Regions from separate parts of the Danio rerio genome. Here region 2 is linked to region 1. Evidence: chromatin contacts called from public HiCAR-type data. All regions are on one chromosome and are shown on one strand. Each heading gives the region's core, a stretch centred on a gene start, on an enhancer-like site or on the middle of the called end of the contact. The rest is flanking DNA. Distances are from core to core; before and after follow the strand shown.

Evidence for each region. HiCAR-type assays count read pairs that join an accessible place to other places.
Region 2: a contact with region 1 is called in a HiCAR-type map of caudal fin, with 7 times the contacts expected there. The contact joins two enhancer-like sites. A contact is called at or near these places in 2 of 4 datasets of contacts at active chromatin or transcription factors (caudal fin and embryo).

What each region holds. Positions count from the first base shown.
Region 1 is chr6:30,734,994-30,741,800 of GRCz12tu, reverse strand. All of the region lies in intron 1 of LOC141386287, which reads right to left. It also overlaps a transcript of lpp not described here and a transcript of bcl6aa not described here. Among named protein-coding and RNA genes, the nearest start is that of trnaf-gaa, 10 kb to the left of the region's middle. Within about 2 kb of position 4,095, at least 9 of the 62 cell types and tissues checked have an H3K27ac peak or open chromatin away from gene starts, as enhancers often do. A contact at or near this core is called in caudal fin, where this site is marked.
Region 2 is chr6:31,177,119-31,183,714 of GRCz12tu, reverse strand. The region is part of intron 8 of lpp (LIM domain containing preferred translocation partner in lipoma); the gene reads right to left. LOC141386288 (a long non-coding RNA gene) reads left to right here. Exons shown (of 4, transcript XR_012407977.1): 2 at 704-903. Among named protein-coding and RNA genes, the nearest start is that of tprg1, 77 kb to the left of the region's middle. Within about 2 kb of position 3,659, at least 7 of the 62 cell types and tissues checked have an H3K27ac peak or open chromatin away from gene starts, as enhancers often do. A contact at or near this core is called in caudal fin, where this site is marked.

The DNA of each region.
Region 1 (6,807 bases), core at 2,846-5,345:
AAGGGATGGGATTGTGTCATAATTTCACATTTTGGCTTGGTGCCTTACAATCCGATCTGCGTTCTCTGAAGGACGACGAGAAATGAGGAAAAAGTATGAGTTACTGTCACTGCTTCGAAACGGAAGCTTCACAGGTTTAACCTGATCTGAGCTCACTCTAAATGCTTGGATCAGTCGTAAACTGCATAGCGAACACACTGCACAAGCACAAACCGGACTGCGTAATTTACACCATCTGACATGTCAGAGGATTGTTTGTTTTTCACTCTTTTTGTGATCCACCAGGTGGCGCAGACCTCAGAAAACATCCTGTACTTGAGGGAAATAACAGAAAGATTCCAAAACACAGAATTCTTTCTCTCTGTGCTCTCCTCCTTTTTTTCTTTTTGGCTTTTCATCAGCTCCTCCTTCCTTCACCCCATTTTGCTTTTAGGCAGCCATATATCTCTAAACTGACCAAACAACTTTTTTGTTGGTGTTTTTGCAAGTGGTCTTACTATGAAAACCAGCAGATTTTAAACTTCTACTGAGATCAAAGAGGCTTTATTTCGGGTTGTAAGGGTGATGCAGGTGACTAAACCCTTTTCCCGAAGAAGAAAATGTGTAAATGGTGTAAAGAGACCACTCTTTTCTGCACTTGCAGAAAGACTCACCAACATCCTGTGCTATACTGTGTTATATTCATCATCAACCGGTCGCTAAGAACTCTGCTAGAATAATGTGAAAAATTTCCACTTGAGCTTTGGCACACTCACCTCATAAACTAAAACTTGAAAACTCGATTAGCCCTCCAAGGTGTGATGCAATCAGTTTCCTGCCACTGTCTCTGAGTCACCAAGATCTTTCCCCAAGTGACTGTGCTAATTTCCATGAGGACTGCTGCTGCTTTCAGCTGCACTCATAGATGAATTTGTTCTTTTGTAAAGTTGTTTTTTCAAATCTGTAGGAAATAAAAAAAAACATGCCAGGTGCTGTTTGAGTAATCAAATCCCACAATCACAATCAACGTATTATTGTAATATCATTCATTCATTCATTTTCTTTTCGGCTTAGTCCCTTTATTAATCCGGGGTCACCACAGCGGAATGAACTGCCAACTTATCCAGCACGTTTTTACGCAGCGGATGCCCTTCCAGGCACAACCCATCTCTGGGAAACATCCACACACACTCATATACTACAAACAATTTAGCCTACCCAATTACCCAACCCACGCGATCGCAGGGAGAACATGCAAACTACACACAGAAATGCCAGCTGACCCAGCCGAGGCTCAAACCAGCGACCCAGCGACCTTCTTGCTTGCTTTGAGGCGACAGCACTACCTACTGCGCCACTGCATCGCTCCTAATTGAAATTGACATGCTGAATTTTTAGACTGAAACATTTAAAGATAAAATCATTAAATTAATTGAAATCAATATCTCTATTGCATTCAATCTGGTGTTTTATCATCTCTTGAACTTCATGGACATACTGACAGTCAAAAGTTATTCATTCAATTTCTTTTCAGCTTAGTCCCTTTATTAATCTGAAACGCCCACTTATTCAGCATATGATTTACGCAGCAGATGCCCTATCAGCTGCAACCCATCACTGGGAAACATCTATACACACTCATTAACACATACAATATGGACATTTTATATTATACATTTATTCAATTCATCTATCGAGTATGCCTTCGGACTTGTAGGGTAAACCGGAGCACCTGGAGGAAACCCACATAAACATGGGGAGAAAAGCAAACTCCACTCCAAAATGCCAACCGACCCAGTCGGGGCTCGACCAAGCGACTTTCTTCCTGAGGTGATTGTGCTACCCACTGCACCACCTTGACAACCAAAAAGTTCTTTAAAAAATATCTATTGACTGACAGTTTTCAGTTTGCTAATAAAGGAGCAAATTAAAGAGAACAAATTAGAATAGGTACCTTAAACAACTGGTTTGATTGGGTAATTTAAATGTTTCCTTTAAATGAATAGAAACTAAATATTGTTTATTTGTTTTGAAACGTTATATGGAAACTGGGTACTCCCCTGGTTTACAGAATGTCCTCCGTTTGTTAGCCTGGAAAGTTCTCTTTACGCAAACATAATGCTCCCTCTAGCTATGAATATCATTCCCAAAACATTTTCTTTAATATTTAATTTCATTTCTATTAAAAAAAAAACAACAACAATGCAATGGAGCCTACAGAAAATACCCCCAGAGGATTCTTAATTAGTTCCTGAAAAAAATAACCAAATGGGAACCAAATTTAAATTAAAACATTTTAATGAAACTTAACATCACCAAACCAAGCAAAATCACCAAAACATTTATTTTTATTTTTATTTTTTATTTATACAGGGACAATGTACAACATGACATGTTGTGCCAGAGTTAGCTATAAAGCTAATTTACATCTGTAATCCCTGGGCATGAAGTTTAACAATATATAAAAATAAGAAAATAGAGTCACACTTTATTTTAATGGTCCATTTGTTGAATTTAAATTGCATCTGCATGCCAGCTAATTCTCATTAGATTATAAGTAGACTGTTAGGCTGGGGTACGGGTTAGGGTAAGTGTAAGTGGACATGTACTTGCAATGTAATTGTTCTTATAGTCAGTTAAATGTCTGCGGAAGGAGCAGTATCAACAGATATTAAGCAGACGGTCTACTAACACTCAAATGGTCCATCACAGGAAATAGTACAATATATCCTTACAGTACAATACACATTACATCAAAGTCAATGAGATTAAATCAAATCAGTGGTTGCATATTTAATTTTCTTTTTTTACGCCAAAATTTTAAGGGGAGTTATTAAAACGTTATTAAAAAGTATTAAAAGTGGTACTCTCTCTAATATGCATTAGAATTTTATTCCATCTTTCTGCTGCTCTGACTGAAAAAAATGATTGTCCAAAATCGTTCTCTTGAGTTTAACTAAACAATTACTTCTAACTGATGACTAGGGTCAGACAGGATCTGCAGACATTTTTTTGCTATTTTTGCAGAGAATTTTGTAAAAAAAAAAAAAAAAAATCTGCGGATTTATGTGGAATTATTTTGGGAGTATCGTAACTAAACACATAATATATGAAATAAAAAAATAATAGCTTTTTAATATTTTATTTAATGTTACAATGCAAATCATTCTAGATCCACTTATTTGGTAAACATAGCGAGTCTATCATATAAGTTATTTACTAAAAGACTGAAAATATTACTTTATAAACTGGATTGTACATAAATCATATGAACACTTTTATTTTAGTCGATATTATCACTGAAATAAATTTTAAAACTGAATAAATATAAGATCATAGACATTTACACAAGTAAATAAATAGACTCAATGATGGACTAAAAATCTGTGGAAATCTGTAGATTTCTGCGAGTCCAGATTCTGTGCAAGCCTACCAATGACCTAGTCTGTCTTAGATTGTCCTTGCAGACATTCACACATTGTTTGAGCGGTGGTGATGGAAGATCTTTAAATATTGCATTAAACACACATCAGCATAAAATAATGAACTTAACATCTACTAAAATAAGCAATGATTGTAGATAACCTCTTACATTGCACAAATCAAGTTCCATAATGTGTCTGTGATTATGAAAAACAAAATAACATGACATGCACATCTTTAGCAAGTTGGTCGAGGATGTTTATGGCGTCAGTGTGGCAGCTGTGTGCCTTCACCCAACCCCCTCAAACCCTCATGCCAGTCCTTGCATGCAGACAGCACTTACCCACACATCTGTACTGCTGCTGCTGAGACAGGCAAAGCGGCAGTACCTCCACCACTCCACACCCCACCCCACCTCACCCCGCCCACTGTGACATCCTGTGCAGATCAGCTCACATGCTGAACCTACCAGACGCCATGGCCCACGCTTCACTCCAAATCTCACCTGTCAAAATATATGTCAGCAAACTAACTCACCCTATATAGCTAATATACATAATAAATGTCCATGAGTTTGACATGCCAACTTCTCATAAACTACGAGAATGTGAATGGTAAATTTGACATGGGATGTAAGTCGAAACATCAGATCAGACCACAGAGAGGCTGGTTTTCTCACCGCAGTTGAGGAGTTGAGTATGAAACACTGTGGGTGTTAAATACATAGCTTTGCTCTTTGTTTTCAGTCTGCAGCCTCCAACATTCATCATGTGAGGTTCTTCGTGATAACCAGTAAAACATAAACAAGATCGGACCAACTAAACCAAAGTTGATGAAGAGTTTTGTGTTTACTCTAATTACATGATGCTATAACTTTCAGTTTTAATTAAGTTACAATTCTGGGAATGATTTTTAATTGGATTTCACCACAGATCAAACTACGAAAACAAAAAAGAAATAAATAAAATCAGGTGAATAAGGGGGTCCAGTCTTCGTATCTGGCTTAAATGATCTAAGATGTTTTGACAGATCCTGGATTTTTTTAATCTTGATAACTGATTACTGGCAAAACTGGTTCTTCAAACAAGTTCGCAAATCAGATTAAAATGTCTCAATGAAGTGATCTAAGATCCCTGCGCGTTTTGTGAAGCACATATCTAATGGCTTCAATGTCACACGGTAAGATCTCAGCCATCATAATGTCAGACTGAACGACAATGAAGATGCGCCAAACACAGAAGAAAACTCACATATGGTCTGTTTTTATCGTGAGCATCAACCAGAACCTAACTGGAATTTACAATTCATCACAGATCAAACTATGAAGAACAAAAACAAAATAAATCAGAATTTTTGAAGCTGATACTGAGTACCGATTCCTTGTCATGGTGATCGGCTGATATAGATTCAGATTACCGATTCTGATTCAAGCTTAATATAACTTTGCCATTGCATAAGCACAGTTAATTTAAGTATGAGATCTCACCTTACATAATATAATAAATTAAGGTTGTTAATGGTCAGAATCAGCTTTACAAAAATAAATAAATAAAACACTTAAAAATGGCTAATTTGGAAACATTGCTCATGTGTTGTAGCGCTGCTGATGTATAAACCGGGTGCGCACATGCATCTTTCTCTGCTTGTAAAAAACGAGTACCAATCGAGTCGTGAAATGTGATTATCGGCCGATACTGATCTCCGGCCGATTAATTGGAGCATCTCTAGTATATATCTAACATTCATCCATTTATTCATTTTCTTTTCGGCTTAGTCCTCTTATTAATCTGGGGTTGCTTATCAGCTTATCAAGCATATGCTTTATGCAGCGGATGCCCTTACAGCTGCAAGACATCACTGGGAAACATCCATACACACTCATTCACATGGACAATTTAGCCTACCCAATTCACCTGGGGCCTCGTGTATCAACGCTGCGTACGCACAAAAACTTTGCGTACGCCAGGTTTCACGCTCAGAATCGCTCACGTTTGGATTTACTAACAATGAACTGAACGTGGGAATGTGCGCAGCTTCACGGCAGCTTTCTGGCAGGCGTACGCACATTTTTAGTGCGTGTCTGTTTTATTTCCATTGGCGACTCCTAGAGGCAGTTGTGTTAAATTCCTCTCTACAAAGTGTCTGAGCCTTGCAATGGCAGCTGTATGAGACGGGTTCAGCAGGTATATAAGGTTTCCATACCATACATTTGACCAGCTAAACATTAAAGCACAATTTGCAGCAGTCGCCTGTTTTCCCAATGTAATCTGAGCAATCTACTGCACGCACATTGCTATAAAAACACTATCTGAAGATGAATTTGCATGCGTGAATCAGAAACATTTCCATTCAATAAATGTGCAAATAAAATATGATGCTTATTGATATGAACTTATTGATTATTCCTACTTGTCTTTCTCGTGATAAATAGTTGGCAAAATCTGATATGTAGCGGGGGAAAAAACAAGAGAGAGTTCATCAGACGCTGGATTCGAGCCGAGTCCATGCTCGAACGTATCAATTCATGATCACAAGCGTCTTACGAGCGCGCCACTGAGACTATTAAGCGTCCTGCAACATTTTACAGATATAAATCATACTAGTTCTTTTTTTTAATGCACTCAGTGCGATGTTCAGACCCAACTGTGTTGACCGCATCAGCTAAACTCTCCCACTCTATTTTTTTCTTTTGTTGTTAATTCCGGAGAACAAACTTGCAAATAACACCGCTTTTCTCCTGTCTACCTCCGAAAGCAGCACCTCACATTCACATTCTGTTCAAAGTTTCTCTTCTTGCTTGCTTTTGCCATTGCTTTTTCGTTGGGTTTTGCCATTAGCATAGTCATTAGCATATTCATACGGGGGAGGAGGCAGGGAGGGGTTTTGTGCTCGTGCATGTTGCGCTCAGTTTCACGTTCATTCAGATGTACAAAAGAATATGCGTGAGATTCGCCGTACGCAGTGTTTCATACATCTGAATTTTTTTCTGCGTACGCACATTCACAGCTTTGTGCGTACGCAATGTTTTAGTAAGATTTCCACGCAAGTCTTCGTACATGAGGCCCCTGTACTGCATGTCTTTGGACTTGTGGGGGAAACCGAAGCACACGGAGGAAACCTACGCGAATACTGGGAGAACATGCAAACTCCACACAGAAATGCCAACCCAGCATCTCAGGCTCGAACCAGCGACTTTCTTGCGGTTAGGTGAACATGCTACCTACTGCACCACCGTGCAGCTTAAATCTAACATTAAAATCTTATTATCGATGTATTCAAAATAATTATGATTAATTTGACTGGACAGTGATGGCGACAAGTAGCAACGGTGGAGAAAAAGAGGGGTGGAATCAGGAAAGGTCCACATCTCAAATCATATCATATGTTAAAGCCCTGGCCACTAGG
Region 2 (6,596 bases), core at 2,410-4,909, 440 kb before region 1:
GTAGCGGAAACGCAAGCTTGATAAAGGTGACCCGTACCAAACCATACTGTACCAGTCAGTTGAAACGGGCCATTGGGGTGCCATAGAGGAGGAATGACCAGAGTCTGCTAACTTGAACCTTTGATTCTGGTGCTGAAATAGATGGATTCTCTGTGGTCTGGAGAAGATAGCAGTTGGTAAAGAAACAGAGAAGAATGCACCATTGAAGCCATGGAAGCCAGCGTCAGCCAACAGGAGACAGTACGATAAAGTATCAGGGGTATTCATGTTGGTGGTTTGTTTGTTTATGCAGTAGCGACTGTCGAAGGGAGTTAACAACTTACTTTTGTTTTGTCGTTTATTTTCATCTTGAAGTTTATTACTTACTGACCAGCAGTTCTTGCTTCTTCCTTTTCTAAGCTTTTTAAAGATTTATAGTAAGATGACTTTAACATTGTATATATTAACTTTTCAAAAGCATGAACGTTTTGGTGCTTGAATGGAGGAACAGGAAAATAAACATCTCCAGTTGCATTCAGAAGGTGAGTGAATTAGAAGACAATGAGAGTAAGTAAACGATGACAGAATTTTCAAGTTTAGATTTCTGAGTGAACAATTCCTGTTTGAAATAAGAGCAGCTTAGGCATTCTGATAGGTAACTACTTATTGTGTTCCTCATAATAAACAAAGTCAAACAGGTTTGGAATGACACGAGAACGAGTAGGGTGAGGCAGTGGCACAGTAGGTAGTGCTGTCGCCTCACAGCAAGAAGGTCGCTGGTTCGAACCTCGGCTCAGTTGGTGTTTCTGTGTAGAGTTTGCATGTTCTCCCTGCATTCGCATGGGTTTCCTCCGGGTGCTCCGGTTTCCCCCACAGTCCAAAGACATGCGGTACAGGTGAATTGGGTAGGCTAAATTGTCCGTAGTGTGTGTGTGAATGTGTGTGTGGATGTTTCCCAGAGATGGGTTGCGGCTGGAAGGGCATCGACTGTGTAAAAACTTGCTGGATAAGTTGGCAGTTCATTCTGCTGTGGCGACCCTGGATTCATAAAGGGGCTAAGCCGAAAAGAAAATGATGATGACAAGAGCGAGTAAATGATGACAGAATTTACATTTTGGGCTAGTAGGTGCATTAAATCCTATCTATCAACATGTAAAGGATTTCCACAGGATAACGTGAGCATCCAAATGGGTGTCAGAAGTGTATCTCTGTCCTCAAATGCCTGTAGGAAAAGGGGGGAGGTTCTGAAATAAAGTATATATAGTGAGCAATGGAATGAGAGTGAGATCTGATTAGCTACTCTCTGATTCACAAACAAAGTCATTTTTCACTCTCGCTTTCGTTCTGCGAGAGGCAGAGCAGTAAATACGTCCACTTTCTGATGACTGCAGGCTTTTCCTCAGCCACGGATACCGGGCCGCGGGCCAGCTGATGACTTTTCGCTCACATTCCTCTTCTTAATGTCCACCCCGAGCCCTGGATTTGTTATTTCAATATTTCATATAAAAGAATCTTCTATCCCCCCTCCCTCCCCGCTAGCCAAGCAATTACAGCAAAGGATGGTGAAATCATCTGTGTGTGATCAATTATAGGATGACTTTCTCTTTGAAAGCATGTGTGTGAGACTGACTTCACATGAGAGGCAGCGAAGCACAAATATTTCCTGGATTTCTCCATTTGGGATTCAGTCGCCCAGACACATCACAGTGTGTGTAAGTACTCCAGGCTACAGCTGTCCTCTTTGGCTGCCTGTCACTTTGGCACAGCTACTCAGCACTGTTTTCAAACACAGACTTTCATGCCTATGTGCATGTGTGGCAACACTGTAAGCCATCACGTTTGCGGTGCCAAAGAGCCCTGATGATTAGGCCTGACAGTTCTGTGGGTAAGATTGTGACATGTCGTATTTTGCAGAGCTCCGTTCACCACTGGGATTTGTCACTTAGATTTGTTATTTAATTAAAGAAATAATAACATTTAGTAGTATGATTTATAAACTTTATCAACACAGTAATATGTTACCCTGGTCCACAAAATCAGAATGTTCCATGGGAAAATGTTTGGCAATATTCAAAAATACATTGTATAAGTCAAAATGATTCATATTTATGACAAAAATCACTAAAATATTAAGTAAAAATCCTGTTTCATGTACATTTGCAGTAAATTTTCTACTGTAAAAACATAAAAACTCAACTTTTTATTGCTAAGAACTTAATTTGCACAACATTAAACATTTATTTATCTGTATTTAGATTTCAGATATAGGCCAATATTGTATAATCTTAATAAATACATCACTGAAAAGGAATTTTTTCCAGCTTTCAGATCTCAATTTCCAAAACTGACACTAATGATGTCCAGAGTCCAGTGGTCCAGGGTCACATGATATAAGACAGCCCACATAGCCTACTCTCAATTGACTTTTTTTGTTTGGGTGTTTTGCAAAGTTATTGACATATCAGCACTCTAATCTCAGTTTGTACATTATTAAAAACAATCTACAAAGCCAACATTTCAAGGCAACACATGGAACGAGCCAAAGATGGTGGATAAAGTGAGAGAAATGTTTAAAATGAAGTCATATTTCATTCGATACTAAAAAGAACAGACGTAATATTTGTTTAGGAAAAGACTTTGTGGTTACTTGGCTACTGCGCTGCTAGCTTAGCAACATGCTAAAAACAAACTACTGAAATCCACTCCCGTAAATCTCCTGTGCAAATCTTCCTGTGTGAGGAACGACGGTTATGTGACATGTGATGATGTTCTTGCCAATGTACTGTACAGTTCCAAATCTGTCACTTATGATGTTAGGAAGCTGCCATAAAAGGCAACTCACTAGGTTTTGAAACAGATCTGTAGTATATAGAGTTTTCAGCTGCATGGACAGAATTTACTGGAAAGAGTCCCATGTCTCAACGCAGCCAAACCCTGTTTGCACTGCCTATGCACTGGGATCATTTCCCATGCTCTCGGTTCACCAGTGAGCTGAGGTGGGGGTCAGAAGACTTGACCCCGAGCTCCTGCAATCCACTCATCATCCTTAGATCAACTCGGTTTTAGATCAATGTGTCAGAAAAGACTGACTGCCGAGGGATCGCCCAGCCTTGGAAAGGCTTTAGGTAGACACGAAAACAATTTGTGTCATTTCTTCCATGATTATAATAAAAATTAACATTATTTCCCAGAGCGACGCTTGTGTACAAACAATGTCCGTTTCACAATCCTTTGCAAATCCTGGAAACGGATAAAGCCTTTAATAAGCTTGCTGCTGAGAACCCTTGGGGCTCGTCTCATAACTCTGAATGGGGAGGGGGAAATATAGAAAGACAGGCAGTCTGTATAGCCTTCAGGAACACAGTCAAACGATTAACCTGAGCCTCTGTGCTCTTCTAAAGGACTTGAACCCGGAGTCTGGATCCCTGCTGCTTACAGAAACATTCAAAAACAGTCCGTTTTCACACTTCAGAGCAGATTTCACACAATGCGTTGTGCCAGAGTCATCGTAGGAACGGCGTGACAGTGAAGTCTGGGTCAGTCAGACCTCTCTTCCCCAGCACGGCTTTTATTCTGACGTCAAAGCAGTTTTGATTTACATGCTGTGGATTTACTGTCCGGTAATAACTTTCAAAGATGGTTTAGGAAAATCTGTGCAGAGCACCACTAATGGCTCCACTGGTGGAACAATAATGAGACGGAGAGCCACTAGAGGGCACTAGACGTCTACTCATGCTCTCTGTTCACTCTTCTCCGCATCCAGAAAGTAATATATTCACATATATTCCTCTTTTTTCAGCTTCATACATTTCTCTAAGTGTTTGCCCAGAAGGCTAAACAAACGTCTAGGCAGATGAGGTAGAATGAATTTAGGTCAGACAGCTTCTTTCTGAGCAAAAGGGTGAGTGGAGAGCACTGAAGTCAATTGTAGCCTCTTCTTTTCTCTTGTTGCTTTTTCAATTTCCTGACAAAGTGCTCCAAACACTCCCTATTCCTATCTATCTATCTTTCTTTCAGACACTTTTCTCTTTCAGGAAGAGCAACACACACTGTCCTATAGCTGGACAACTTGTTTCTAGTGCATTTACGAAAAATAGAGATGTTTCAGTCACAAAGAATGAGTGAAAAGTGACATGATCAGCCTGGAATGTCACTAATAATGACACTCATTTGAAGGACTAAATAAAAGAACTAAAGAAGCTAAATCTGATATTCATGAAGGTAAATCACATGAGCTCTATGCTCAATGTGTATTTAAGCAAAACACTCTGAAGTTACTGGATGTCTTCTTTGATAGGAGGCTTTATCAATTTTACATGATTCTCGGTTTGCTTGGTGGCATAGATTTGTTTTGCACAGAATATTAAAAGCGTATACCCTTCAGTCTCTCTGAAACCTTTTACCTTAGAAACCTTAAACATCTTCCCAAATCAAAATAGTTTTAAAACCAAAAGGCTTTAATACTTAATTCTTGAGCAATGCTCTGAGTCGTCATAAATATATCATGTAGTGCTTCGCATAGAACTGTTTGATTGTCTGTCAGCTCCGAAGGTATGCATTTATTTATATTCTCATTCAAAAATCCAAATGAAAGCATGTGATGACAATATGACCGTATAGACCAAACGAAATCACTTGGATGATTGTAATGATCATGATCATGAGCTGAATTTATATCAAAAAAGGCAAAGAAAACCAAGTCCTCGCTAAGTGTAGCTGAGAGGTCAAAGGTCAGCTGGCTGCTTTGAATGGATGATTCATTGACTACAAAACTGACATTTCAGTTAGCTGAACAGCCTGTGTGGGTTTGCAAAATGTGTTTGATGAGTGTGTGGTTTGGCCTTTACATGCAGAAACAAAGACATTGCATTATAGAGTGTACATAAAATCATTCAGTTATATAGAATTAACTACCATAAAGTTAGTGAGTGTTTTGAGTATTGTATAAAGTTTTAAAACTACACATATCCATGTCTTAAAATAATCAAAATGAGGATGAAAACCTTAAGGGTCTAGCATTAGCTAGTCTTGATAAATGGTTATGGGTGACAGGTCGACAGAAGGTCTTTAGCACTGAGCGCACCGTAAACTAGACTAGAACCAAACTGCCGCTTTGGATCCCTGGGACTGTGAGGTGCTCAGGGAAACTATCTTTTGAGCTACTTAAATAAAGAGAGTTAAAGGAGAGAGAGCTACAGGGGATTGGATATGAATGCAGAGGCACTGAGCCAAGAACTCTCTAAGTCTTTTCCCAAGACATCACCCCACCATTACATTTCAGAGACATTCCTGTACTGACTCCACCATGGCAGTTGCCTAAGATGGTTATGCTGGAACTGAAGAATATTCTAGTATTTTTAAAAAATACAAATAAATAAATATCACATTAAAAAAAAAAAAAAAAAAAAAAAAAAAAAAAAAATATATATATATATATATATATATATATATATATATATATATATATATATTGTATTTCATTTAAAAAGCCATGTTTGCATTCTAATTGGTCTATTTTATGTAGTCAATGATAAAATAGACTTTTTAAAATAAATGAATATTCATTTATTCAAATTAATTAATATATATTATCAAAGCTTGTTTAATTATTGTTCAATTATACAAGACAACATTTTGTTGTAGAAGACAACATTTTCTTATTTAGGCTTATATATATATATGTTTATATATATTTATGTTTTTTTGTTTGTTATATAAATACCATATACCATATTTTGAAACACAAACAAAAAATAAATAAATAAAAAAGTCTAATAAAAAATAAATAAATAAACAAAAATAAATAAATAATACAAAAATAAACAAACAAACAAATAAAAAAATGAAATAAATAAATACAAAATCTTAAGGCTTAAGTAATGACTGCAGAAATTTGCTTTTGGCATCACATAAATATTATATTATTACACAATTCTACTGCACTGGGGTGCATTTCTGAAAACCATCGTTAGCCAACTAAGGTCGCAAGTTCTGGCAATACAAAAAAAGTTTGTTGTTTTGGCGTTTCCCAAATCCGTCGTTCCGACAAACATTCGCAAACTGCATCACAAACTTGTATGCTTGCAACTACACCTCTGGTGCTGTTGTTAGAAACATACTTCCTGGCTATGTTCTATTCCCAGTTAACCTCTCTATGCTAATGTCTAATATCTTTCTGAAGTGGTTTGCATGTGTGAAAATGTAAAAGTAAACCTAAAATAAAAAATAAAAAAATAAAAAATAAACAATAGCATACTTCATAGTCATAATATTAATAATAATAATAATAATAATAATAATAATAATAACCCTTATCCTTATCATCATCATCATCATCTACATCATCATCATTAATATTATTAATATTATTATTAAAGTAGATTTTTTTCCTAATAAATTATAAATATGGAGTTTCATTTCTTAAAATAAGCCTCATTAATTAGTTATATGATTTCTATATGATATTAGAATATGTGTTAGCTAAGTGATTTTATGTCAATTTAGAATAGACTGTGGAATATTCTTAATGATATTTATAAAGGAAACATAGGCTCTATATGTGCCATTTACATATATTTCAAATAATATGGAAAAGCGAGTGCATGTTTTTTACCAAA